Linked DNA regions of Mus musculus: region 1 is linked to region 2. Evidence: chromatin contacts called from public Hi-C data. All regions are on one chromosome and are shown on one strand. The core of a region is the stretch at or near the end of the contact, and the rest is flanking DNA. Distances in the headings are between cores, read along the strand shown.

Region 1 (6,470 bases), core at 237-2,736, 210 kb before region 2:
TTATTTACATTTCAAATGTTATCCCCTTTCCCGGTTTCCCCCTAGAAATCCCCTACCCTATCCTCCCTCTTTCACCTGCTTGTTGGGCATCTCAGAGGGAAGCCATGCCAGACTCCTGTCTGTAAGCACACCATAGCATCAGTAATGGTGTCAGGCCTCAGTGCCTGAACTTCCTTTCTCTCACTTTCTTCTCCATTTTTGTCTCTGAAGTTCTTTTAAACAGGAACAATTCTGGGTCAGAGTTTTTGACTGTGGGATGGCAACCCCATCCCTCCACTTGATGCTTTCTACTGGAGGTGGACTCTACAATTTTCCTTTCCCCACTGTTGGGCATTTCATCTAAGGTCCCTCCCTTTGAGTCTTGACCTCACTGGTCTCTGGTACATTCTAGAGGGTCCCCCCACTTTCTACCTCCCAAGGTTGCCTGTTTTCATTCTTTCTGCTGGCCCTCAGGGCTTTACTCCTGTTTACCCCCATTCCCCACACCCCCCAGTACCTGATCATGTTCCCCTTTCCTCTTCCCTGTCCATTCTCCCACCCAGCTCTCTTTCTCCCTCCCCACCACCATGATTGTTTTTGATTCCCTCCCAAGTAAAATTGAGGCATCCTTACTTGGGCCCTTTGGCTTGGCAACCTAATTGAGTTCTGTGGATTGTATCCTGGGTATTCTGTACTTTTTTTTTTTTTGGCTAATATCCACTTATTAGTGAGTACATGCTATACATGTCCTTTTGGGTCTGAGTTACCTCACTCAGGATGATATTCTCTAGTTCCATCCATTTGCCTGCAAAACTCACGATGTCCTTGTTCTTTTTTACTATATATATATTAATATATATATATTACATATATATATAATTTTTAAAGCAATGGGAGGAAAAGGTTTACTTCATCTTAGAGGTTACAGTCCATCAGCAAGGGAAGCCAAGGAAGAGACTCAAGGCAGGAGCTTGAAGCAGAAGCCATAGAGGACTGCTGCTTATTGGACCTAATTTGACAGCTGTGTTGTGCAGGGAACAGCTGTGACAAGTCGAGGGAGAAGGGATAAAAGTAGTTATCATACCAGAGCAGACACAAAGATTTATTAAAGAGAATATAGTGTGAGGTGAGGGAGACAATTATTATTATTTTATTTTTTAAATTATCTTTAATTTTTTTCCTCTTACAGTCTGATCATTATCATCCCCCATCTGCCCTCCGACAGTTCCTCATCTCATTCCTTTCCCTCCCCACCATCTCAAAGAGGATGCCCGTCCCTCCAGGTCTCCCTTGGGCTTCAAGTCTCTGGAGGATTAGGTGCATCTTCTCTTACTGAGGCCCTAGTGGTCTGTTGTCACATCACCTATTGTGCCACAGGCATCCTGTTCTGCTCTTCATGCCTCTGCAAGTGCTTCTCAAAAGAAATTTTTCTTCAACAGTTGGCACCTGGCTTTGATGGTTGCTGTGACAAGCCTGTGCTGCCATTTGCACACCTGGGCCTCCATCAGGCAGCTGCTTCCTCTGCCAGGACTTCTTAAGATTCTGTGGCATTCCCTCCAGTTCAGGTCCCCAGCTCAGCTGTATCAATTGGCCTTAGCTTTGGCAAAGAGTGTTGAGAGACTATTGCTGCCTTCCTGTCTTAGTTAGGGTTTGTGTTGCTGCAACAAAACACCGTGAACCAAAAAAGCAAGTTGGGGAAGATAGGGTTTATTCAGTTTACATTTCCACATTGCTGTTCTTCACCAAAGGAAATCAGTTCAGGAGCTCAAACAAAGTAGGATCCTGGAGGCAGGAACTGATGCAGAGGGCATAGAGGGGTGCTGCTTGTGGGCTTATTTCCTCTGGCTTGCTCAGCTTGCTTTCTTATAAAACCCAGGACCAGAAGCTCAGGGATGACACCACCCATAATGGGTTGGGCCCTGCCCACCTGATCACTATGCCTTATAGCTGAATCTCATGGAAGCATTTCTTCAACTGAGGCTCCTTCCTCTCTGATGACTCTTGCTTGTGTCAACTGGAAACAAACCCAGCAGTACACTCTCCAAGGCAGCTAATACTTTACCACCTATATACAGCTCTGAATGATGGTCTTGCCACTTTGTTTCTCCTCTTTGTTTTCCATATTCACAAGCATTCTGCTTGTTATGGTTTGAATCTGACATGTTGCCCTCAGACTCCTGCTATGAATACTCATGGTACTATTTTGGGAATTTGGTTTAGATGGAAAGAGGTTCCACATCTTGTTCCAAAGGCAAACCGGAGAAGACTACTGTTTTCCAGGAAGTACTGAGTGAAGATTCTTGGGTTATTCATCATCTTTCTGTTGCTGACTTTGCTTCCTGGCTCATCATGATGGGTTCTGTTTTGTTCTGTCATGACCCTCTTGCTGTGCTACACTGAACCCCCCAAAACAGTGATCTGAGATACTTTGTCTTAAAAGATATGGGACATTGACTATAGCAATGAAAACAGCAGCAGCAGCAGCAGCAACAACACAACAACAAACTAACACATTGTTTATAAAAATATTAACAAATAAACAAGCCCTTTGTTACACCATGTTCCTGCTCACACATCTTTAATGGCTTGCCATTTGTCTTAGGGTTTCCATCACTATGAAGAGATACCATGAACATGTCAACTCTTATAAAGGAAAGCATTTAAGTGAGGATGGCTTACAGATTCAAAGGTTTAGTCCGTTATAATCATGGACAGAAGCATGGCAGCATCCAGGCAGGCATGATGCTGGAGGAGCTGAGGGTTCTACAGCTTGTTCTAAAGGCAAACTGGAGAAGACTACTGTTTTTCAGGCAGCTACGAAAGGGTCCCACTCCCACAGTGACACACTTCCTCCCACAAAGACACATCTACTTCATCAAAGACACACCTATTAATAATGCCACTCCCTGGGCCAAGCATATTCAAACCACCACACCACTGTTTTAGATGTCAGGCTCAGCAACAATTGTTGACAGCACATAGTCTGAACTTTTCCTTCAGCACTTGCTAAATTTGTGTGGTGCTTCTGTGTATGAACATTCCCTGCTGCCTGACTTTAATATTCTGGAGGGCTTGGTATTTGTGTTCATATTCAACTGAATCCAATATTTCTCATAGTGCCAGCTAGACCTCCAGCCCCAGAGAATATTTGCTGCATAAAGTAAAGAATGAGTGATTTTTTTTTCAGAATAACATATTTGGTCTAAGCAAAGCAGGATTTTTCATCAATCTTTCTATCTGTCTTAGTTAGGGTTTCTATTCCTGCACAAACATCATGACCAAGAAGCAATTTGGGGAGGAAAGGGTTTATTCAGCTTACACTTCCATACTGCTGTTCATCACCAAAGGAAGTCAGGACTGGAACTCAAGCAGGTCAGGGAGCAAGAGCTGATGCAGAGGCCATGGAGGGATGTTCTTTACTGGCTTGCTTCTCCTGGCTTGCTCAGCCTGCTCTCTTATAGAACCAAGACTACCAGCCCAGAGATGGTCCCACCCACAAGGGGCCTTTCCCCCTTGATCACTAATTGAGGAAATGCCTTACAGTTGGATCTCATGGAGGCATTTCCTCAACTGAAGCTCCTTTCTCTGTGATAACTCCAGCTGTGTCAAGTTGACACAAAACTAGCCAGTACATTATCTATCTATCTATCTATCTATCTATCTATCTATCTATCTATAAATATAGATATATGAGAGAGAAAATTTATTAAATCAGAAAAATGTGAAAGCAAATCATAATATTTTTGTCTTGTCTCCAACTATACATTGGTCATATATTGTAAAATACTTTCCTTAAATCTGCAACAAAAGAAATAAGGCTTTCTGAAGAAACAGGTCCTTAGATTTATATTCTCTTCCTATTCTGATCATTAGAGGTAAGTATTATGATGAATCTTCAGAGCATGCATTTTATCTTTCCTTATACTTTTATGTGCAAATACATGAATCAATCCTACCTGGTAAGACTCAACAGTCAGCTTATGGGACAAATCCAGTCCATGACTTATTTCTGTAGTGACTATAGTCCAATAATACTTCTAAGACTATATGAAGTTGAAAGCAAACAAAATTAGTTTTGTTGGTAAGAAAATGTGGCTCACAAAGTCTATAGCCTTTACATTTGTCCCTTATAGAAAATGCATGCCAACCCCTGATATATAGTGTGGGTTTGATTTAAGTTACGAAGTAGTATAATATCTTATTTATGTAATTATTTTCAGAATTAATTAATTAACTAATTTCTGTAATTAATTTTCAGAAACACATTTTTTTAAATCATACCTGGATATGTTTTCCTGTCTGTTTGCTTCAATTCTTTTAATAGCTGTATAGTGTTTCATAAGATTCGCATAGCAGAAGGAATAAAGTCATTACCCAAGGAGATGAACAGTTACCTTACTTCTGTATCTTTTTCTGTAACAGAACTATATTTTTGTAACAGAGAGAACAGTAGCCCTTAAGGACCCTAGCACACTGACAAAGTGACATTGCTCTGAAGGGGTTGCTTGCGACGATGCTAAGGAGGGTGTCTACCAGCCAGAGGAGAAATGACAGAGGAAGAAGGCTTTCTCCAAAGGGGTTTGTTGAAAGAAGGCTGGAAAATACCTGACTTGAAAGCAATGTCTGGAAACAGGTGTTCTGTTTGTCTGTAGACAATGTGGTCCTCCACATGCTTTCTGCAGATGTTGTTGTTGATGCTGTGGTCAGGGACCACTTCCCTCTGGGTACACAACTCTAAGATCTCACTGACAAAAAGGTCATTTATACCAACTGTAAATGCAATAAAGAAGAAATTATTTAGTAGTCATAGTAAACTCATCCTGAGCCATAGACCTGGGACAAGGCAGAGGAAAAGAAATAGTAAAAAGATAATAAAGAACCTTGCTTCATATTATTATTGGAGTCCTTAGTGTTTGGAGTGAGATCCCATAGGCATAGAGATTTTCCAAGTTCTCCATAATCAATGTGATCTAAAACATTATACATGATATAGTCAAACTGACTGAACACACGTGACTTTAGATCCTTTGAGTGTGTTTCCTTGGATGTTGTGATTATTCCTCTCACCTGCAAAATGAAAAGATTTACTAAATACAGAATGTGTTCCTTCTTTTGCCATGACTTTTGCCTCAGCTTGCAGTCCATATCCTTCTATCTTGAATATTGTTAAGAAGTATTAACTAGTTTCTATATCTCTAGTCTCTACAGTATTGTCAAAGCAATATTCTTACATTTGGAGTTGAACCTTTAAAAAGATCTTTGGTGGCCGTTAAAGTTCATTCACAGAAATGGAGAAGGTAGTTTGCATCACCCCTTTATGGCCTTCTGGATTCAAGTCAACTCCTTCACAAATGCCTGTCCTAAACTGTGTTCTGTACATCTTTGCTTCTCACATTTCTACAGTTAGGAATTTGCACTCAGAGCAGGGAATAACCCATAAAAGTTCTTGAAGCTTATTTAACTAGTAGAATAGGTAGCACCTGTTGGTGCTATAAAGTCCATTTTGTTCCTACATTATGAAGGCATGAAGGTCTGCATGTAATTATGTAAACACTTCTTAGATGCTTTGCTGTACATGGAACTTAGGACATAGTTTTGCTAAGTGCAGCTGCTGTTTGGGTGGAAACATCTTGTTTAGAGACTAATCAATCAGAATTTCATAAAGGTACCTTTAATTAGGAGGGGCTTGGAGAAAAAGTACAGCCATAGAAGAATTGCAAGGACAGCCATGATGCAGAGAAAAGTCAAATGGGGACCATATGACAATTTAGAGACACGATGTACATAAAGCATGAGAAGGTGCAACATTTTTTTATAATAAGACATGGCTTCTCAGGAATAAGCAGGAAGACAAATAAAATCCAATGTCTTGAACACCATTTCCACACATCTGCCAAGCACTGAGAAAAACGGAATTTACCAGAGATCCTACTGGCATATCATTCTTTGAGTGCTAACAATTTGTGTGATAGGGAGAAGAGCTGATCTAGAAATTGAAAGATGTGAGTGCCAGAATCACATGTACCAGCGATTGTCCTGTGACCATGAGGCTACCACTACACTGTTACCTACTTGTTAAAATAACAGGCTGGAACTGAATCAATGCTTTGTTCCCGTGTCCTACCTTCTTGGCAGACATCAGTAAATGACTCATGGACTCTTCCCATGAAGCAAATACAAACCGGATGGAGATGGCTCCTGAGGTCATCCAACCTGAGTGTCCTCACATCTCAGGCACCCTGCAAATCTCATGAAAAAACAACAGAAGCTTAACCATGCCATGATTTCTCTGATTCTCTTTCCTTCTATGTTGATAAGCAGATGACTTGTCTCTAAATTGTCACTCAAATGTCACATTAGAGTGACAGAGGAGGGGCTGCTGGGAAGCTTAGCACAGTTTTCTATCAGGCACAATTTATGATGTTCACAGTGTGGACAGCTGATTCAGAAATGATATCATCATCTAGGAGATGTTAAAATACTGAGAAAGA
Region 2 (7,252 bases), core at 3,914-6,413:
CAGGACAAAAACAAACAAACAAACAAACAAACAAACAAAGCAGGACAGAAAATAGGCAAACCAGACAAAACAGGATAAAATAAGTGGGAGTGGGTGGGTTGGGGAGCAGGGCAGGGGGAGGGTATAGGGGGCTTTGGGGATAGCCTTTGAAATGTAAATGAAGAAAATATTTAATTAAAAAAATTTTAAAAAGACAAGGCAAAAGTCCTCATCTTAAGGATGCACAAGGTAACCAAATAGGAGGAAGAGTCTCAACAGCAGGCAAAAAACTCAGAGAAACTCCTGCTTCTATTGTTAGGAGTTCTACAAAGACACCAAGCTAATGGCCATAGCATATATGTAGAGGACCCGGTGGAGAGCCATGCAGGCCCCCTTAGTGTCACTTCAGTCTCAGTGAGTTCCTGTCGGCCCAGTTTAGTTGACTTATGGACCATATTCTCCTGGTGTCCTCCACTCCCTCTCACTTGTTCAGTCTTTCATCTCTCCTAGGAAGAGGATATTTTAAAGAAGAAATACAACTATTGTTCTGAATTTTCTTGACTAGTGAACTGAATGACAATGTAAATGGGAACCAAATAGGAAAAAATACAGACCCATTCTTAGCTCAACCTTTAATCTTGTGACTCAGGTAAATTTCATATATCCAACCATTAAAAAAAGACTCATTTTGTCTTCTCCAACCACTGGAGTCATCCTCTTGGAAATGAGGACTTGTTGAAATTCCTTCTTCCACTGTTCATGCTTTCTGAGCAAAAATCTGATTCTTGTTCCTTGGCTCATCCATTGATATCTCTAGATAAACTTGATACCATTATTTTCCCTTACAGCCCTAACAGTAGCCCCTGTGGTTCAGAAAGGGACAAGGAGATAATAACTAGAAGGTGATTTTCTTCATTTCTTTTAAAATAATTGTCTATAAAGTTTTGTTAGTCCCACTGACCATATGGTGGAGATACATTGCTAATACCCAGATTAATTAGAGCCTCCCACTGGGTCACAAGAACTTGAACATATTCCTGGCATAATAGCAGTCACTGGCATGAGGCATATCTTTATAATTCTCATAACTTCTTTTTTTATAGTCGTCTGTGATATTTCCTTAGAATAATACTAGCCCTTAATATCTCACAGAGTGATGTATGTTAGCCAATTATTATCTAAAAGTATCCAGAATAGCTTAAACTTTAAAAAGTGTTGTCTAAGGTAAAAATACGATTTCAACCTGTTAAAATGATTTTATACACATAGCCAAGTGCAATCTCTCTCCCTCTGCCTCCCTCTCCACCTTCCTCTCTCCCTCCTTCCCTCTTCTCCCTCCTCACCCTCCCTCTCTCTCTCCCCCATCTCTTTCCATCATTCAGCGATGAAATTAAAATTCCTTGATCTGATTAATCTCTTCAAATAATTGTATATTTGATTCTACTATGAATTTAAATCCTGAATACTGGATTATTTAGAGTGCTATTCAGAAAGCACACACCTACAGAGATTTATAAATTATGGTTGTTTGAAAGGCAACTGAAAAAAATTAATAAAATGGAATAGAGAGGGAAAAAAAAAAGAAAGAATTTCAACTGGAGACACAGACTCACTACATAAACTTTTTTAGCTTGAAACCTACTGTTGACTGAGGTGGCCTTGAACTTGTAGCCCCCCTGAGTGCTGGAGTTTCAGGTACATGCTACCATGCCAAGAATTAACACCACTTTTAAAATTAGTTTACTATTTTCTGAGAATTTCATGTATGAGTACTGTCTTTATAACCTTTCTCCTCTTTGTCTTCTACAATCAATTTTTCCTCTACTCCACTCCATTTTTTTCTCACACTGATGGCCTTCCTTTTACTTTTAATTATCATTGATACACACACACACACACACACACACACACACACGCACACACACACGCACACACACACACACACGCACACGCACACGCACACACACACACACACACACACACCACAACACATTCAATCAAGCATTCATTTTCATTTTGTGTTTATAGTTGACCTCTTGGAATGGGATAAGGATATGTCCCTGGAGAAAACTGATTCTCACTTCAAAACATTAGTTGCCCATAGCTCTTTTTCTAGGAATGGAGTCTTGGGATATCACTTGTCCACACTGGCAAGCCAATTGGTGTTCTTATTTTCAGGGATTGTTTGGCAACTCTATTCTTGCCATTTCCTGTATGTAGCTTCTCTGTCATGTATAGAAAATTCTATCTCACATCAGATGTCCCAGTTCTCCAGATCTTAGTCTTTCTGCCACTTCTTCCAAGAAGTTCTCTGAGCCTTAGGTGCAGAGATTGTGTTGTAGATATATCTACTGGGGCTAGACATTTAACTGTCAGTTTTTCTCTGCATTTTGAAGTCATGCTTTCTGTCTGAATAAAAAAAGAATGTTCCTTGGAGACAAAGGAGAGCTATTCTTACCTATGTATGAATGTAAGGCCAAGTATTCAGATTTCAGTAACTAAAATCTTATTTCAACATATTTTGGAAAGTCACAAAAGAAAGTCAAGTATGATAGAAACAACCCCAGCTAGCTCATTCATTCTTCATGCATTTTAAAGTCCTAACTCAAGGTTGCTACATTTTAACATGTGGAACAGGATTTTGTACTAGCCCAACTGATGATGTAAATTCTCTTTTGAGACATCTTCCATTTTCCCTGTAGAGGCAACTGAACTGAGTGGGAGACTGAACAAAAGAACTCTTGCAATACTTTTGAACAAAAATGATGAAAATGTTAACTTCTGCAGTGAAGGTGACAAGAGGGAGGAGGGCAGGCATAAGAGAAATGTATTCTAAGAAAGACATGGGAGAAATGATGAGAGGAGAGGGTGGAGATGATCCCAATGTTTCAAGGTCAAAGATTAACTGAGTTTTCACTCCAATTATCTCCTTTTTTCTTTTTTGATGATTGACATGAGGTACATCCAACCATCTATATTACACTTTTGGCTTCTTCTTAACCATTTTTGTTAACAATGGGTGGAAAGACACCCTGAGTTAGCCAACCCAATCCTGTTCTTCTGACCGGATATTGCAATACAACCTTGCATGGAAGTCCTGAATACGGTCTTTGGGTTTTTCATTCCTCCTCTTTTTCAATTTCTGCCTCTTTCAAGTTTGGAGAACTTCTGGTTTTTCTATGTTCTTCAAGTTTCTTCAATACAACATAGAGAAAATAATCTCATGTGAGTTCTTTTGAAACAGAAATGGAGAGATGCTGGCTTCCTATTATGTTGATATCAATATGTCGTTCTCATTTAGCAGGGAAAGCTAAAACAATCCAGTAGGCAGTCATTCATGCCAGTGAGTGGCATGTAAACAAACACTGCCTCTGGGGTCAAAGGGGAGGGGGGACAGCAGTCCCTGCTGCCACAGAATACACATTTTGTGTAATAGGGACATAGTAAAGAACAGGTAAATAAAGCAGTGAAATCATGTTGAGGGTGGTGGGAGATGGTAAGAGAATATTTTCAGATTCAGTGTCTAGGAATAATATGGGAATAGATGTATGAATCTGCTTTCAGTAGGTCATGAGGCACCACTCTGAGGAGAAGATACTGAAGGTCAGCATGAGAGATGCGACATTAACTAGAACCTGTCCAGGGAGAAAGAAAGAGAGAGAGAGAAAGAGACAGAGAGAGACAGAGACAGAGACAGAGGACAATTTGTATAAAATATAAGTAAAAATATTTCTGTAGAAAGCCAGAGAAGAATTTTTGAAATTATTTCCATCTTCTTATAGAAAAAGGCACATATAGGACTCCTAGAGATGTCACAGCAGAGGTGGGAGACACTTTTCACAGTGGACAAGTAAGGTGCGGGCCTTGTGTGCCATCATGGCTTTCCTTGCCACTAGTTAATCCTGCTGTGGTGGCATTAAGTAGTCACAGAACTCATGGACATGAACTATGACTTAGTCACCGATTACAAAATGTTACTCTTCTTTGGATTTTTTTCTTTTAAAACAGATATATGACCTTTGCTTATTGGGCTTTCCAATAAGTGATCAGTGTTTAATCTTTGAGGACCTTTTCCTATTGTAATGGGTTAACTCTTAGGCTGGGTTGTTGCTTATCAGTTACAAGGTCCTGGAGTCACTGTGACTCTTACATGAACGGGCTGGATGTGTTTCCAAACTCACACTCCAATGCTTCTTTTGCATGGTCAGAGAAAACCCCCTTTTCTTGGCTTCTTGTATTTCTATCCCTTTCAGTCAAATTCTGTTTTTAAAAACAATCTAGGGGCTGTAGATGTAGCTTAGTGGTAGAATATCTGTCTAATGTGCAAAGACCCTGGGATTAATTTCTGCATAGAAAATAAGTAGTGTATATTCCTTTCCCATATCAAATTGTTTCTTCCCAAACCAACTCCAACAACATTTCCATCTCTGGCTCCCCCTCCTCCCACTCTGACTACATGAAGTCTTGTCTTAAACTAGACAGGTCTTTGTAAACCTTTTACCCACTTGTGTGTTATAGAAGTTATGCTATGGGACTTAGACGCTATGTCATGAAAGACAATATAGCATCTCCTTCTTTGTTGTGAACCCTGAATCACTTAAGACGTTTGTGGAACATGTCATCTTTCTAGTACTCATCAGAGTTTTCTAAGGTAGAGTTAAGTTTTGCCAAGGAAGAGAGGTCTTTTATTACATAGCTAGAGAACATGTGTACATACAGAAGCCATTTCCCAGAGAGTAACTGAGGATTTGGGAACAGATCTCCATCTCCAGCAAACCTGTGGCCAGTGAAGTATTTTATTCATGAGAGTGGAATTGGGAGTGATGACAAATGCAGAAAAGGGAACACGATCATGAAAAATCTCAGACACACATTCTCTATCACTGGATGTCCACAGATTGTAAAGTGTACATATCTTGTTATATTACTCTCCTATAGATAATTCAATAGTCCATATATATATATATATATATATATATCAACACATAACTATATATTTACATATACATGTGCATATATATTTTTCTTTCATAATTCTCCCCCCTTTTTCCCATCAGAGTAGAGTACAGTGCAATTACCTCTTCGTTCATCTTGATCATCTCTTTCTTTTAGGCAGACTGCAGGGAACACTACTTTGAAAGCCAGATACCACAGATAAACTCACAGCTGGCCCAGTGCTGGTGCCAAGAACTCCTCTGTGCTCCAACTGAGAAACACCTGCCTCTGTAGGCCACAGACCCATCCCTTGAAACACCCTGGGAACCCCATCTCTGAGCATCCTCCAAGCTGTTATCTTGACACAATCACCAGGTTCAGGGTTTTTTAATCTGGCAGATTAAATCTTCATGTGGAAGAGGAGAAAGATCCCATCCTTGTAATTTTTCACCTACACCATTTCTCAGCTGTCTCCGTTTAACCTGCCATATTTATGGCCCAACTGTAATTTAGAAGAACACTTAGAAAATGCCAGTTTCAAAGGACAGCTCTGTCAAATTGCCTCTAAGAGTAGCTTTCTGAGTGAGTGCAGTGAACTGTGGTGAAGCTGATGATTTCAGTCAATTAGGTTTCAGACCAGACATTTTTTTTAAAGTATTCTGAAAGAGAGAACACATTTGGGAGGTAGAATCAAACAGTTATCACCTAAATGTAGATCAAGGAGGAAGAAATAACAAAAAACCTATTCAGGCTTTTTATAGATGCAAGTGCAGCAAAGGTCATTTGAGTGCTGCTATAGTGTGTTCATTCTGCATACAGTAGAAGTCACCAATTTTGAAGGAGGTCTAAAAAGTCTATGTAGACAAATGGGAGATCAGTAGGCATTTGGCAAGCATGAGTGGCAGGAACAATCTTAGTGAGATATATACAGGGCAGGTATACATCGGGATGCAGATGCTGAAACAGCCAGTTAGCCAGGAATCACATGTCATGGAGTCATCATGTGAGAGCTTGGATCAGAGAGGATGAGTGATCTAGAAAGGAGTAGGACCAATTTCAGGGGAGAGGGCTAGCACTCATCAGTGGTAATGCCTGAAGTGGAGGATCAGTGGGCAACTACTATGTTACTTCTCCATTCCCACTTTCCATTATTTAAAGGTGCCACCCAATGGCCAACTCCACTTGCAAACTTACTGGTAAGAGTACCACACTGTAGGACATAGTGTCACAGAATACAAGAAGTAGAAGGTCAGTTTAAGAACAGCATGCAAATGAAGTCACCTGCCCACTGAACAACTGCGCCCTCTCCTTCGTCAAATCTTAAAATTCTTTAACCTTCATTAACTCACTTTTAAAGAAAGTATTTAAATTCTTTACTGGGCATAAAATTTGAGCAGTTGAGGAATACGTTGGGAAAAAAAGAATGTTCCAAGAGTTTCAAATGTTAGATGAAAGTAACTCCATTCCTAGGCAAACAGAAATTCATAAATATGCATGGAGACTTAGATGCAAAAAATGTGTATCTTGTTTATGCTATTGAAAGTTGGAAGAAACTGAAAGTAAAGGTAATACACCCAGTATTTGGGTGTTTTAAAATAGGTGATTTCTGCTCCCAAGGCTACTGTATTCACTCAAGGCAGAATACAAAGGATCATAAGAATAGAATGGAGTGCTATAGAGATGGCGGGAGGAGCAAGGACAGTCAATGAAGGCCTCTATTCAAGCAACAAATGCAATGCAAAGAATACAGAAATGCTGGGAGACAATTTTCACATTTATATCTAAATGTAAAATTTCAAGAAGAAATTTCTTCTTGACGGAAAAGGGTAATAAATTCATTTGTTCTCAGAATCACTCAGAGAAACACTGTGTTTGGGAGGCAGGCTGCTGAAGTACAGACTATCCAGCGATGACGTCAGGGTGATTAGAACCTGCCAGTGTAATTAGAACCTAAGTGACCTGCAGTTCCTTCCAATTCTAGTTCTGCTTCTGACAGTGAATGCCCTTGATAGTGCCCTCGTGCCAGTTTGGGGTATGTATAACCAGAACCAGCTTCCATGCACTGGCACTGAGTACTTCACAAACAGATGAGTAGCATTTCTCTCCTAGGATGAGAGACTCTGGGGAACTCACTCCCTGGCCTGGCTAGTTTGTGGTCTTGGTGTTCACTGTGTCCCCAGCTACAGCATCTTCAGTTTCCACCTCGCTGGAATCCTGCTTCAGACTTGCTCTAAAAAATGAAAGATGCCTACTTGTGTATTAAAATCCTCCTCTTCCTACCCAGAAGTGTGCCTGCCATAAGTTTGATCTCCTGGAGTCTAAATCATCATCCTCTAGG

The links. A called contact is a pair of places that touch in the nucleus more often than the background predicts.
Region 1: a contact with region 2 is called in a Hi-C map of the P5424 cell line, with 4 times the contacts expected there. The contact joins two enhancer-like sites. A contact is called at or near these places in 2 of 484 Hi-C or Micro-C datasets (DN3 thymocytes and the P5424 cell line) and 2 of 115 datasets of contacts at active chromatin or transcription factors (the SCID.adh cell line and thymocytes).

The regions. Positions count from the first base shown.
Region 1 is chr15:63,462,092-63,468,561 of GRCm38.p6, reverse strand. All of the region lies in intron 1 of Gm20740 (predicted gene, 20740), which reads left to right. Among named protein-coding and RNA genes, the nearest start is that of Gm20740, 14 kb to the left of the region's middle. Within about 2 kb of position 1,486, at least 9 of the 459 cell types and tissues checked have an H3K27ac peak or open chromatin away from gene starts, as enhancers often do. A contact at or near this core is called in the P5424 cell line and the SCID.adh cell line, where this site is marked.
Region 2 is chr15:63,253,877-63,261,128 of GRCm38.p6, reverse strand. No RefSeq gene overlaps it. Among named protein-coding and RNA genes, the nearest start is that of Gm41335, 100 kb to the left of the region's middle. Within about 2 kb of position 5,163, at least 4 of the 459 cell types and tissues checked have an H3K27ac peak or open chromatin away from gene starts, as enhancers often do. A contact at or near this core is called in the P5424 cell line and the SCID.adh cell line, where this site is marked.